Linked DNA regions of Sus scrofa: regions 1, 3 and 4 are each linked to region 2. The links are chromatin contacts, called in public Hi-C, HiChIP or PLAC-seq and promoter capture Hi-C maps. All regions are on one chromosome and are shown on one strand. The core of a region is the stretch at or near the end of the contact, and the rest is flanking DNA. Distances in the headings are between cores, read along the strand shown. Region 1 holds the start of KHDRBS1 (KH domain containing, RNA binding, signal transduction associated 1). Region 2 holds the start of RBBP4 (histone-binding protein RBBP4). Region 3 holds the start of KPNA6 (importin subunit alpha-7). Region 4 holds the start of TXLNA (alpha-taxilin).

Evidence for each region. Promoter capture Hi-C pulls out the DNA fragments that hold promoters and counts their contacts. A called contact is a pair of places that touch in the nucleus more often than the background predicts. HiChIP or PLAC-seq counts read pairs in DNA pulled down with a chosen protein or histone mark.
Region 1: a contact with region 2 is called in a promoter capture Hi-C map of liver, with 4 times the contacts expected there. The contact joins the promoter of KHDRBS1 here to the promoter of RBBP4 in region 2. A contact is called at or near these places in 1 of 5 promoter capture datasets (liver) and 1 of 47 Hi-C or Micro-C datasets (heart right ventricle).
Region 3: an H3K27ac HiChIP or PLAC-seq map of alveolar macrophages shows a contact between it and region 2. The contact joins the promoter of KPNA6 here to the promoter of RBBP4 in region 2. A contact is called at or near these places in 2 of 47 Hi-C or Micro-C datasets (heart right ventricle and liver) and 1 of 2 datasets of contacts at active chromatin or transcription factors (alveolar macrophages).
Region 4: a contact with region 2 is called in a Hi-C map of liver, with 6 times the contacts expected there. The contact joins the promoter of TXLNA here to the promoter of RBBP4 in region 2. A contact is called at or near these places in 2 of 5 promoter capture datasets (fetal liver and liver), 2 of 47 Hi-C or Micro-C datasets (liver and skeletal muscle) and 1 of 2 datasets of contacts at active chromatin or transcription factors (alveolar macrophages).

Annotation. Positions count from the first base shown.
Region 1 is chr6:88,528,709-88,532,195 of Sscrofa11.1, forward strand. KHDRBS1 (KH domain containing, RNA binding, signal transduction associated 1) reads left to right here and starts at 1,699. Exons shown (of 9, transcript NM_001243596.1): 1 at 1,699-2,182. The coding sequence starts at 1,801.
Region 2 is chr6:88,985,327-88,988,772 of Sscrofa11.1, forward strand. RBBP4 (histone-binding protein RBBP4) reads left to right here and starts at 1,766. Exons shown (of 12, transcript XM_013999126.2): 1 at 1,766-2,066; 2 at 2,634-2,781. The coding sequence starts at 2,051. ZBTB8OS (protein archease) reads right to left here and starts at 1,673. Exons shown (of 7, transcript XM_005665186.3): 1 at 1,149-1,673. The coding sequence starts at 1,245.
Region 3 is chr6:88,609,126-88,612,666 of Sscrofa11.1, forward strand. KPNA6 (importin subunit alpha-7) reads left to right here and starts at 2,003. Exons shown (of 14, transcript XM_021095806.1): 1 at 2,003-2,399. The coding sequence starts at 2,396.
Region 4 is chr6:88,657,877-88,661,326 of Sscrofa11.1, forward strand. It overlaps TXLNA (alpha-taxilin), which reads left to right and starts at 2,175. Exons shown (of 11, transcript XM_003127774.6): 1 at 2,175-2,329; 2 at 2,866-3,075. The coding sequence starts at 2,898.

The DNA.
Region 1 (3,487 bases), core at 449-2,948, 460 kb before region 2:
TAATTTATGGATAGGACTGTGTTTTGTTCTCATTTCTGCCGGTGATTTCTCTCCCCATCCCCAAGAAGGTAGTCAGGGCTTAATGTTCCCTAGCTGAAGGTTTCTAAGTTTCAGGTCTAAAAATTAGCAGTTTCCAGGCACCCAGAGGACGATTTCCAGAAATGCTTTTGAAAAGCGTGGGTTTATTAGGGAACTGATCCAGGAGGAAAAGGGATGGGAGTGCTTTGAATGGGGGAAGCAAAAAATCTGCGGAGGGAAGAAAAGAGTTAGAGATGGTACCAGGTGTTTTAGAGTTTATGGGCGAATAGAGACCTAGCCTTCATCTGCATATAGCACCCCAGGATGAGGAGACTGCTGCAATATCTTGGCCTTGAGAGCAGTGGTCTTTTTGAGCAAGCGTGGAATGATTCATCGGGAAGGGCAGGGGGATTAGCGCTCACATCAGTAGAAGGAATCACCCTAAAGATGCAACCATCACAGATTAAGGTGCTGGCCTCTATCCCACTTTTTTTGCGGACAAAACACATCTATGGAAAGCAGTACTATATGTAAAGAGCTAAAATGCTTCCTCTTTTAAGATGACTTCTCTGACCAACAGCTAACGTTCAAGAACCTACTTTAGGAGTTCTCCCCCTGGCTCAGTGGTTAACGAATTGACTAGCATCCACTAGGACACAGGTTGGATCCCTGGTCTTGCTCAGTGGGTTAACAATCTGGTGTTGCCTTGAGCTGTGGTGTAGGTCACAGACTCGGCTCGGATTCTGTGTGCTATGCCTGTGGCAAAGGCCAGCAGCTACAGCTCCGATTCGACCCATAGCCTGGGAACCTCCATATGCCGCAGGTGTGCCCTAAAAATCAAAAACAAAAACAAAACAAACAAAAAAAACCCCACTACGTTGAAAACCATGGGGTACTACTTGGCTTCCCTGCTCTGGTCTGGGGCCCCGTTTCCTGGCTAGATATCAGGTCCAATCCGAGCCCTCCCTCTTAGTTCAAGTCTTCCAATAGCCTCCAGTCGTCCCACTGACCGGTCCTTCCTCACTGCCCCCTTCCAAACTTCCCTTTCCTATTTCCACCCCTCAATCCTGCGTCAGACTCTCCCTGGTCGTCCCTTCCTCATCTCCCTGGCTCCTTTCCCTCTCCCCGTTCAGGCAGTCTCTCTCCCTCCTTTCTTTCTGGGCAGACGACGCCAGTGCTCTCTCCTTCCCCTCCCACGGCCCCCACGCGGGTCTCTTTTATTCAGTGACCTCCCCCCTTCCCCACCCCACTCCACTCCACTGAACAGAGGCACCCCTAGCAGTTCGGCCGTTGGAGGGGGCGTGGCCCTGGAGTAACAGGTCTCCCGCCCCACAGGCCGCGGGCCCGCGCGCAGACAAAGACATTCCACAGCCCCCGCCCCCTCCGCGCACCCGGCCAGAAGGGGGAGGAGACACGTGTCCCGCTAGCGCCGAGTCACGTGGAAAAAGAAAACGAACGAAGCCCGCGGCCACCCGCGCACGCGCACGCGGCTCCGGCCTGGCGGGCTCACAGGGAACACGGGAGTTGGAAGGCGACTTCTTCGGACTCCGCGGCGGTGCGCAGGCGCCGTGGCCCGACCGGGACTTTGTTCTCCGCGGAGAGACCCAAGGGCGGTGCCGGTTCCTGGTGCGCCTGCGCGCCGCCTCATTTCCGGTGCTCTCTTTCGCTGGGTCGCTTGGGTCGGCTTCGGTCGCCGTAGCTCCCGCTCTCCTACCCCCGCCAACCGCCGCTGGGGCCTCTGCCGCGTCGCTTCCTCGATCATTTGATCGGACATCCTCTCCAATGCAGCGCCGAGACGATCCCGCCGCGCGCATGAGCCGGTCCTCGGGCCGCAGCGGCTCCATGGACCCCTCAGGTGCCCACCCCTCAGTGCGTCAGGCGCCGTCTCGGCAGCCTCCGCTGCCTCACCGATCCCGGGGAGGCGGAGGGGGATCCCGGGGGGGTGCCCGGGCCTCGCCCGCCACGCAGCCGCCACCGCTGCTGCCGCCCTCGGCCACCGGTCCCGACGCGACAGTGGGCGGTCCAGCGCCGACCCCGCTGCTGCCCCCCTCAGCCACTGCCTCCGTCAAGATGGAGCCGGAGAACAAGTACCTACCCGAACTCATGGCCGAGAAGGACTCGCTCGACCCGTCCTTCACTCACGCCATGCAGTTGCTGACAGCAGGTAAGCGGGCCTCCGTGGTCCCTTTGGGTCGCCCGGCTACGCGGGGGCAAGGGTGGCAGTGGCTTTGTTTCTCTCGTTTCCCGCCCCCTGGGGACCGGGGAAGTCATGGACTCCCCTTCTCTCGTTATCATCTTCGGGAGTCTGGATTCCACTTTCCCATCCCGACCCAGAGTGCGAGGGAGAATTTCTAGGCTGCAGTGGAGGCCCGAAGGGGACTTGGCGATCTCTTAGCGCTAAGATCTTGATGGATTTTGTGCCGCGCTCCCGCCCCCTTGCCGACCCTTCCCCTCCCACCTCTTGCAGCTGCCCCGCGCTCCGAGTGTTCGGATTCTTCCAGAAATGAACCACCTTCTCTCCCTTCCCCCAAAGGGAAAGCTTATTTGATCGCTGGTGGCGGTCGGCGCCTGACTGAGGGTGTAGGAGGTGAAGACAGCCTGAGCCGGGAGGAACCGTGGGAGGGAGGGCCGAGGTGAGATGGGGTGAGGCTAGGGTGCCCTATTCAGCGCGCCGCGGCCGCGGCCGCTGGGGCCGGATCGGACTTAGTGGTAACTGGAGCTTGAGTTGCTCGGAGGCAGGAGCAACCTGTGGGAATCGAAGCTTAAGATTTTAGGAATCAAATTTCCAACTTGGGCCGATAAGGTGGTCACTGCTGCAGTCGGAAGATTGGACCCCATTCTTTTACAACGTGTGTTTGTCACTCAAGAGGGGGAAAAAAATAATAACGCCAGTGACAGTGAAAGGGGATGATAGAGGGAGGTAAAGGATGGTTTGCATGGCATTCCCAATAAGATGAGGAAAAAATTGAGAGAAGTTGCATGATGCTTGTACCTGAAAGGTTTGGTCTCCCTCCGCCCTCTCCCCCGCTCCTTTTTGCTTCAGTAGTGAAATAGATTAGGAATAGTAGTCTTTGTTCTCTGTCTGTAGGCTAGTTCCTTTCCTGCTCAGCAGTGGCCGTCACTTAGTCGCTCTCATTTCTCCCTAAAGCCGTCTGTTTTGCCCTCTCTAGTTAAAACGTTTTTAATAAATATATTTTATATCTAAATTTTATTAAGCAAATAAAAATTCACAGCCTTCAACACTGAATCAGTTGGACTCTTTGGCAAGGTTCATATAATGGACAGATCCGTTATGAAAATATCATATCTCCCTTTGTTCTCTATTTCTCACCATTGGTAAGAAGTCTTTAAACACAGTAAGCAAAGCTCGAGGCGGTCAAGAATAAGGACATTTAGATAAACTGCTTGCATTTTCAACTCTGCTTTGCTGTTCTGTAATACAGTCAGATTGTTTAAACGTTATTGTTTA
Region 2 (3,446 bases), core at 516-3,015:
TTGGAAATTTATTCCACAGATATACTTGCACAGGTGCCAAGCAATGGATGTACAAGTATACTCACTGCTGCATTGTTTCCAATTGTAAAAGAATAAAAACATAAATGTCCATCAATTAGAAAGTGGTTAACTAAACTAAATGTCCATCTCTACATGTACATATAAGAAAATGTTAAGAATGGCTGATCTGGAGACAAAGACTAGGTGGCTAGAAATCTGGGCTGGAAGTTCCCAGGCCAGAGATTGACTCTGCAACCTCATGGTTCCTAGTCGGATTGGTTTCCACACTGCACTGGGCTGGGGATCCAACCTGCACGTCCAGAGCAACCTGAGTCACTTCAGTCAGATTCTTAACCCACTGTACCACAGTGGGAACTCCCTGTACTTTTTGAATTTGGCATCATGTATAGAACTTATTAAAAGTAATTTTTAAAAATTGCTAAGTGAGAGAAAAATGAGCGTAGGGAGACATACAGGGTCCAGAAAGAACTAAGCCTAGTAAGCTATGGTAAATAGTTGGATTCTATACTGAAGACAAGGGGAATTTAATGAAATATTTTAAGCAGGGATATTAGAGTCAGATTAGTCCTTCCCAGACCACAGCCACCTTTAGGGATGATAGCTTAAGGTTTATATAGAACTTCAGAGTCTGCACTACACTTTCACATTTATTTTTATCTCAATTATCCCTCACATGAAGGAACTGAATGCAAAGAAAGGTTATGTGATTTGCCTAAAGTCACTTAACTAAATATGGCAAAACCAGGTCTTTTTACTAACACGATACAGGTAAAACACCAAGTTAGAAGTTCCCTACTGAGAGCTTTCAGTCCCCTAACCTAGCCACACTCTTAGGAGACGACAACTCCGCAAACGCTTGAAAACACGGTTGTGTTTAGAATTAATACACCAATAAAATTCCCACAAAGTAAGCGTGAATAGGCACACGTAGAAAAAGTTCAAAAGACTAAATGTGGAAGCCCAGATTTCCGATTCAGACCGGGTGGCTTTTCCCTTCAGCATCCGCGGGACAAGCACAGAAGAGACAAACAGGGCTAAAAGGGAACGTGCCGGAAGTACCGTAGGGGACAAAGTGGAAGGCGAGGCCAGAAGCCCCAGGTAATGAGAGAAGTGAGACACCTACTCACACTCGTACTTCCGATTGACTGGAGGATACTTGGCCTTGATCGCCTTCTGCTCCTCAGTCAAATTGTAATCTCTAAAATCTTCCCCTTCCAGCGCCATGATTGTGCTTTTGGACCCAAACTCAGCTTCCGCCCTTCTTCAGCTGGACTTCGGCCCTGACTTATAACTTCCGCTCTAGACTCCGCCCCTTGGCACACCCTTAAAGGACCAGGGCTCCATTCCCTGGGAGGTACTTAATCCTTCTAGACTTCCGTTCTGTGTCCCAGGGTTTGGAGCACATCATTAAAAGTCGAAGGACCCACTTTCTGCTCTTGCTTAATAGTTCTTCCTACGACTAAGGAAACAAATAATTTGGAGGACGTGGAATAAGGGACACGAATTAGACACCTTTCGATCTGAATGATAGAGGCCTTTTCTTGCCGCCTAGCCCCACAATAGATAACTAGACCCGGAAGCATCCTACATTTTCCCATCTAAAGTACTACTTTGAAGGGGTCGCTAGCTTAACACCCTTCACGAAAATGGCTGCCCCCAAAAGCGTGCGGACTAAACCTCTCACGTGACCCCGGGCGGGTGCACTTCTACTACTCCCGCGCGCGCGAGCGCGCGCGCGTGATCGGAGGAAGTCGGCTTGGGGCCGTGTGGGGGCAGGGGCAGAGCGCGCGCCTGGGCCTGGAGGCAAGCTGCTCCGCGCGTCTGGATAGGCTGCGATCGCGGCTTCCCCGCCCACACCGACGTTCGGCGCACTCCGATTGGCCGATGTTGGCGCGAAGGTGCGCGAGTCGGCCCTCACGCAGGGGCAGCAGGAAACAATAGAGGCCGCGCGCGCAGAAGGAGCGCTCGCAGCCTCCCCGCCCCTCTCGCAACGCTCTGCCCCAGGATCCCCCCGGCTTGCCTGTACGCCATGGCGGACAAGGAAGGTGAGGGTGCCGGGGCCGCCCCAGGAGGGCGGGAGGAGTCAGGCTTGCGCCGCGGCCTCAACGCGGCCTAACGGTGGGGGCAGGCCAGACTCTGCCTAGGGCCGTCCCCGCCATCGCAGGCGTGAGGAAAAATCGCCCCGCGGGGCGGGCTCATGGCGCGCCAGCCCCTCTGGAGCGGAGGCCCGGCGCAGCGGTGTGAGGCTGGCCGTGGTGGCCTCGGGGGGGGTGTTTGGTCCCTCCCGCGCTCCCCGTCGGTCTACCTGCCTCTCTCCGGGTCCTCCCGGCCGCTCTCCCTACCCGCAGGGGTCGGTGCTCGGTCTCACCGTCGGTTCTGTGCGCTCGACGGCGGGCGCCGTCGCCCGAAGGGCTAACGGAGTGTCTGGTCGGGATTACCCGAGCAGTTCCCGCCCGGCGAAGCTGGAGAGCGGTGGTGGTGCCTGCGCCTCCGGGAGATCTAGACTAATCTCCATTTCAGAATCAGGATTCAGGAGCCGTGACGGTAGCTTTGGAAGTGTTTACTCGGTTTCCGTTTGTGGTCGCTAACTTAATTTGTTCTTAATTTTTTAGCAGCCTTTGATGACGCAGTAGAAGAACGTGTGATCAACGAAGAGTACAAAATATGGAAAAAGAACACCCCTTTTCTTTACGATTTGGTGATGACCCATGCTCTGGAGTGGCCCAGCCTAACTGCACAGTGGCTTCCAGATGTAACCAGGTGATAGGAATCTCTCGAATGCTGTTTTGTTGTGTCCTCAGTGTAGATTTCTCACATTGATTTTCCCTGTTTTCCTCTCTCCAGTCACCCGTAGAGGACACGTGATCAAAGCCTATTGGTGACATTTTTTTCCTAGGCCAGAAAGTAAGGCAAAATGTAAAATTATTTTGCAGTTTAGCATATAAGAGAGAACATACTGATGTTTTCTTTTTATTTACTTGTTTTTATTGAGGTACTGATTTACAATGTTGTGTAAATTTCTGCTGTACGGCAAAGTGATTCAGTTATGTTTTTAAAGTACAGCTGATTTTCCATGCTTCTTCGGTTTCTGTTGTATAGCAAAGTGACCCAATCACAGTTTCCTGTGTACACTTTTTTTTGGATATATATTCTTTTCCATTATGGTTTTCCTAGGACACTGAATATAATTTTCTTTGTTATACAGTAGGATCTTGTTTATTACCACTTTCGTGTAGACTAGCTTATTACATCTGCTAACCCCCACCTCCTGCTCCCTCTCCCAACCCCCTTGGCAACCACAAATTTATTTCCTATATCTGAGTCTGTTTCTGTTTTGTAGATAGGTTTGTCATATTTTAGACTCTCCAATATAAATGATATTTGTCTTTCTCTTTCTGATTTCACTTAGTATGATCATCTAATTG
Region 3 (3,541 bases), core at 753-3,252, 380 kb before region 2:
GAGCATGGGATGGAGGGCTCTGGGGCAGGCAGGGGAGGAGACAGACAGTCATAGCTACTCATCCCTTCTGCCCATGTTCCCTGAGCCTTTGTTTGGCCCAAGTTATTCAGATGTTCCCATGGAGGTGTATAGGAGACACTGCTGTACATACTTTTAGTGCCTGTGTTGAGGCAGGCATTGTGCCTGGCACTGGGACAGAGACAAAGATAAGGAGGATATTGTTCCTTCCACAGACAAGCAAGAGAGAGAAACCTGGGAGCAACTTAGGGGTTGTTGCCAAGTGCTGAGAACAACGTGTGTTCTCACGTTGGACAGATACTCCTACTCTGGAAAGACAGGATTTTTCAAGGAGGTAAGAGTTGTGTTGGGTCTTGAAAGTGCATAGTTCACCTCGTGGTCATTGCATTTCAAGCAGAGGGAAGAACTTATGCAAAGGCACAAAACAAGACAGGAGCATATTTGGGGGAAAGTGATGTGATAAGGTCTCTACTTTTTTTTGTTGTTTTGTTTTGTTTTTTGGTCTTTTTAGAGCCACACCCATGGCACATGGAGGTTCGCTGGCTAGGGGTCGAATCAGAGCTACAGCCATAGATCCAAGCCGCATCTGTGACCTACATCACAGCTCATGGTAACACCAGATCCTTAACCCACTGAGCAAGGCCAGGGGTCGAACCTGTATCCTCATGGATACTAGTCAGATTCGTTTCCACTGAGCCACAAGGGGAACTTGTAAGGTCTCTACTTTTAAAAAGATAGTAGGTGCAAGTGGGAGAACCTGGAGGCAGGAGACCAGTGAGGAGGCAGGTAAAATAGGCCAGCAGAGAATTAAGAATTCTGACCTTGAGCAGTGGCAGTAGGAAGAGAAAGATAACCCTTCCGTTCCAGATTGAGTCCTAGAGTCGGCTTTTTTTTTTTTTTTTTTTTTTTTTTTTTTTTTGGCCGCACCTGCAGCATATGTAAGTTCCCAATCCAGGGATCGAACCCCAGCCGCAGCTGCAACCTATGCCACAGCTGTGACAACACCAAGTCCTTAACCCACTGTGCCAGGCTGGGATCAAACCCATGCTGCCACAGAGACAATGCCAGATCCATAACCCATTGCACCACAGCAGGAAATCCTAGATTTGCCTTTTTGAGTTGTCTCCCTCAATGTGCCAGGTATATAACTAGAGATGGCAATTTGTTGGGACAGGACCTAGGCTTCCAAAAGATAGCTCCCTCTGGGGACAGGTGACTGGGAGACATAGCTTTCCTGTGTGGAAAGGAGAGGACTGTCATGCTATTATGCAAAAAGGCAGACCTAATGTATACCAGCCATAAATTCCATAATTCAAAAGACACATGAACACTCAGAGCCTCAATTTCCTCACCTCTTAAGAGGGAGGGGAATTCCCATTGTGGCTCAGCTGATTAAGAACCTGACTAGTATACATGAGGACAAGGGTTTGATCCCTGGCCCCACTCAGTGGGTTAAGCATCCAGTGTTGCCATGAGCTGTGGTGTAGGTTGCAGACACTGCTCAAATCTGACATTGCTGTGGTTGTGGCGGAGGCCGACAGCTGCAGCTCCGATTCAACCCCTAGCCTGAGAACTTCCATGTGCCGCAGGTGCAGGTGCAGCCCCAAAAACAAACAACAACAAATAAAGAGGGAGATCATACTCCTTGTTTTGTGTAACTCACAGGTCTGTTCACTCCTTTGTTTATTCACTCAACAATTACTTATGGTGCACTACCATGTACCACATACTATGCTAGGTGCTGAATCGCAATGATGAACAATGCAGGATCGACCTCTGCTCTCAGAGAACTTGCATTGAAGATAAATTAAACAGCTATGTCAACTATAAAGCATGGCATGGGTCTCATTATTTTTCTACTTCTTATCTCCCAATAAGATTGTAACTGGGTTTGCTCTAGACTTCTTTAATTCCTTATCTCTATATCCTTGAGCAAGTCACTTCCCCTTTCCAGATGATTCTTTTTTCATACCCAGCTCAGAATCTAGGCGTGGTTTTTTAACTAGGAAAGGTAGGAATATCTTTCTGGAAGAAAAAGTTTCTAGGGGAGGTAAACCTCACTACAAAGAGGAAACAGAACCAGAAAAAAACTGAGAAACCCTAAGCACGCTTAACTCGCTTTAGTAGATATCCCTCCCAGCTTCCCTCCACCCACCCCTTTCATCATAGTCCATCCCTATTCTCCGCCTTTAGTAGCTGCTGTCTCTTTAAATGCGCTCCACTGCGTAAACTAGGCGGTGGAGCTGAAAGCGCGATTCTTCCCGGGATCGAGTGTTAAGTTGTTTGTCCGTTTCGGGCTGCCGTCCTGCAGATCCGCCATATTGTCTACTGAAGCTGCTGCCGCTGCCGCCGCCAAGTAGGAGCGAGCGGAGCCGCGATGGGTGAGTAAGGAAACCAAGCAACTGGGGACTCGGGCTGAGGCGGTCTCGGGGCTTGGGGTCTGGCGAGAGCCTGTCTCTAGTCTGCAGAGGATGTCTTAGTCTTTCCAAATAGGTTTGAGGGAGAGAAGCCAGGCCGGGAGCGCTGCTCAGGCCAGTTTGGGGCCGGGTTAGGGCCCATGCGGGGATCAGTCTTTGGGGGGCTGGTTCCAGGAACACCTTGCTACTCCTGGAGCCCCCACGTGGTGGCTCTGGGCTGGATTCCCCTTGTTCCCGGGGGCTGGAAGGGGGCCGACCCTCCGGCCTGCTCTGAGCCAGGGGCTGGGGGCCGGGCTCCTGGTGGCAGGCCCGGGCGGCGTTAAGGGGGCCCTCTCCAGGCGTGTGTCTGACCGACGCGCCTCCTAATTAGATTCACTGGTTCCCCTGAACTCAGGCAAATCCTGCCTACGTCGCAGAGGGAGTCCTAGGGCTAAGGGACGCCTGCCGAGCCGGCTGCAGGCCCTTAACCAGGGGCAGCCTTGCCGAATGCAGCCTGGGCCGCCGAAGGCCGGGAAAACTTCCAGAGCCGAGGCGGAAATGGGGTGGTTCGGTTGGGTTCAGAGTGACAGCCTTCATAGTGGTAGAATACCACTGCCAACACCTCGTAGCCATATATAGGTCGGAGACCTTAGGTCTCTGGGCCCGGCACTGCTTAGGAGAAAAGGAGCGACCTGTTGCTCTTCCTAAGGGGACTCCAGCTAGCAAGGCCTGTGCCCAGAATGCGGTGGCGAAGTCTTTGGACGTAGGAACAGAACCATCAGGGGTACTTCCTCTCCAGCAATAAAAACTATTAAATTTGCTAAGCTCTTCCTGTGTGCAGGCATTGTTCTGATTGCTTTACATGTCACGTTTTATATAATATGTACAACCTATTGAGATAGATATTGCTGTTATCCTCGTTTTACAGATAAGGAAACTGAGGCTTAGAGAGGTAAAGTAACTCAACCAAGGTCACACAGTCAGCGGCTTAAACCGGGGTGATCACTAGCCCTAGCTAGTTTATAGCTGCTGTTCTTTATGGCCTGGCCCCCTAGTGGTTGGGCTAGAAAAGGGAGAAAGAAAGCTTTTAATCCTAGGCAAAGTTGTAAAGGTGTTTTGTTTTTCTG
Region 4 (3,450 bases), core at 925-3,424, 330 kb before region 2:
GGAAGGTGGTGCTGACTGGGAAAAAAAAAAAAAAAAAGCACAACCTAAACGTTGAGAGTTGTTTTATTTGGCAGACAAAACTGAGTACTTAAGTCCAGGATGCAGCTTCTGAGAGACTGTTCTGAAGACGTAAGGGAGAAGCCAGGATCTATAATAGTTTTTTTCAACAAACAGCAGGTAAATTACTGTTAATTAAAGAAAACCTGAGGAGTTCCCATTATGGCTCAGAGGAAATGAATCTGACTAGCATCCATGAGGATGCAGGTTCGATCCCTGGCCCCAGTCAGTGGGTTAAGGATCCGGTGTTGCCGTGAGCTGTGGTGTAGGTTACAGACATGGCTCAGACCTGGCACTGCTGTAGCTGTGGTGTAGGCCAGCCAGCTACAGCTCCAATTCAGCCTCTAGCCTGGGAACCTCCGTTTGCCGAGGGTGTGGCCCTAAAAGACAAAAAGAAAAAGAAAAGAAACGAAAACCTGATACTTCAAGTTAAGGAATTTAGCAGTTTTCTGTGTATGGGAAGATGCAAGAGTCTGGGCTTATTTCCTTTGATATGCAACTCAGCTAACTGGGGCCACTATCAGGTGCTTTTTCATCCTGAGTCTCCTCAGGGTGCTCTATGGGCTTGGGCGGGAGGGTGACTGCAGCACAGACTGCTAGATGGCAGGCAATTTGTTTCTACCCTGAGTTCCCCCAGGGCTCACCTTTGGGCAGCTGTAATGTGATGGCTTGATGGCTGCAACATCCTTTGTTTACTGATATGGCAGGTAACATTTTTTTCATCGACAATGGTATGGCACCTGCAAAAACCTGGGAAATCCTGGAAACAGTAAAAGTATAGCTGGAACAAAAAAGGCAGAGGGGGACGAAACATTGTAAATCAACTACGCTTTAATAATTTTTTTTAAAAGGCCAAGGGGATGAGGAGGATTGACAGGAAATAAAAGCAAAACCATTTAGGCATTAAATTTCAAGCACAGGAGTTCCTGTTGTGGCTCAGAGGTAAAGAATCCAACTAGCATCCATGAGGACACAGGTTCGATCCCTGGCCTCACTCAGTGGGTTAAGAATCTGGCATTGCCATGAGTTGCAGCGTAGGTCACAGATGTGGCTCGGGTCTGGCGTTGCTATGGCTGTGGTGCAGGCTGGCAGCCACTGCTCTGATTAGACCCCTAGCCTGGGAACTTCCATATGCCGCAGGTGCAGCCCTTAAAAAAAAAAAAAAAAAAAAAAAAAATCCAAGCACATAGGTTGCTGTGTTTTATTCTGTTGTCTACAGACAAATGGAAAAAGAATTGTGATTTCACATTTTGAGAAAAGCTTGGCTATTTTTCCCCTTTAGCACCAGTGCAACTGGGACTTGGTAGGAGTGGGCCAAAGAAAAGGCTCAGGAATCTGCTGAAACCAAACTTCCCCTTACAGGGCCTCAGCACCTTCCAAAGAGGGACTCAAGGTGGAAATGGGGATGGGAAATTAAGTATTTACTTTTCCAAGTTACCTTGACTCACCCTCAAGGAAAGCGCATCATGGTGATTATTTCTTCCTGAGTAAGAAGCAGGGTAGTCCAGTAGTTGAGATGGGTGCCAGACTTCCTGGCTTTGAAACTGCTCTAATCAGTCAATAGCTATGTGACCTTGGACAATCACCTAACAGGTGTAAATTGAGAGTAACAAATACTACAGTATTTATCTGGAGTAGTTACTGGGAAAGCTAGCATTCAAAGAACTACTGTTATTAAAATTTTCTATAGGAATACGGAAATCGAGGCTCTGGGAATGAAAAGAATGCCCGGTCACATAACAAATTAGTGATGAAATTAGGACTGGAAGGAATACAGATCTGATGTCCAGCACCGTATTTTATCCCTCGTCCTCAGAGTTCCTAGATAGTCACAGATATCCTCAGCAGGAGGGAAGGACGGGGTTGAGGTGTGCGGGGAAAAAGCAGCCAGGCGCAAGGCTCTGGGAGCTGAATCATAACTTCTGCGTGATGGAAAGGAGGTTGACGTGAGTACCAGTGCAGAATGACTGGCTGCTTTCGGACCTCCTGGGTCTGGGCTCCAAGAACGAAAGCCCTGTTGCAGCTTGGGAGTCGGGATCAGCCCGGTGCATGGAGGGACATGTAGTCCTTTCTGTCCCTCCACCCCCCCACTCCGCCTTCCCAACTCACCCGCCTCAGAGGCCGCCTTCGCTTCAACTTTCCCAGCAAGCCCCGCGAGAGCGCGGGCTATTGATTGGCCGCGGCGCGAGCAGGCGGCTCTGCCGGCAGCAGTTACCCAGGGTTTCCGGTGAGAGGCCAGAGCAGGAGAAGCCGTCGGGACGTCGGCGGTGGGGTGCGTATTGCGTCGGTTAGGGGTACAAGGCAAGCAGAGGGCCCGGGGCCCGACGCCTTCGGACGGTTCAGGGAATTACGCCGATTCCGCACGAGGACTCGGGCTGGAGTGCAGGGGCCGAGGCCTGTGCGCATGCGCGGGCGGAGCGCGCGGCTGGAGGGCGCGCGGGGCGTGGGTGGCTGCGCGCGCGCGCGGGGGGGTGGGCACACGTGGGGCCTGGGGGGCGGGGAGGAACCGGGAATCCAGCGTCCCGCCACGTCAGTCCCTGGGCCTGAGCCTGTCCGGCGCACGGGCTGTGGTGAGAGGGCTGGGTTGTGCCGGGGAAGTAGCTTCGGGGAAAAAGGAGGCCTCCTCTCCCCTGCTGTTGGGCACACCAGACTTCCCTGACCGACCAGAGATAGGGAGCCCCACTGGCTCCCATCCGAGGAAGGCCGGTCGGTTTAAGAAGCTTTGCGGGTCCGGTGTGGAGATATCAGATCCAGGCTGCGAAGAATTGTTTAAAGTCTGGAAAATAGCAAGTGTATTTGTTTCTATAGGTTCTGCTCATAACCTAACGTTGCAAACAACAATGAAGAACCAAGACAAAAAGAATGGGGCTGCCAAGCAATCTGGCCACACTTCCAACCCCAAAAACACCCCGGGGCAACCGGAAGCAGGACCAGAGGGAGGCCAGGGGCGGCCCAGCCAGTCTGCTCCCACGACAGAAGCTGAAGGTTCCACCAGCCAGGCTCCAGGGAAGGCTGAGGGTGTGTGCCAGCTCTGCTTTTCCAATGGGCAGGGGGAGGAGTTTATGGTGCGTCAGTCTAGCTTCTGGGGTTAGAAGCCAAGGCCACTGTTTATCCAGAAGGGAGGAAATGTAGAATGAGGGGAGGACACCACTGAGTCCTTGAGTGCCCACTCTGCGCTGGGGAGTTGATAGAGCCTCCCACCCTAAGCACAGGGACAGAACTCTCCTGAGAGAAGCTTCTGACAGGATTAAGTCAGGTTGGCAGTCAAATGAGGCACCCAACCAGCAAATCAAAAACACCACTTTCAGCAGTGGGTAACTGCTATTCCTATTTGAGGCATTTCTGGAACTTTTTTTTTTTTTTCTTTTTTTTCTGTTTCTTAGGGCCCCACCC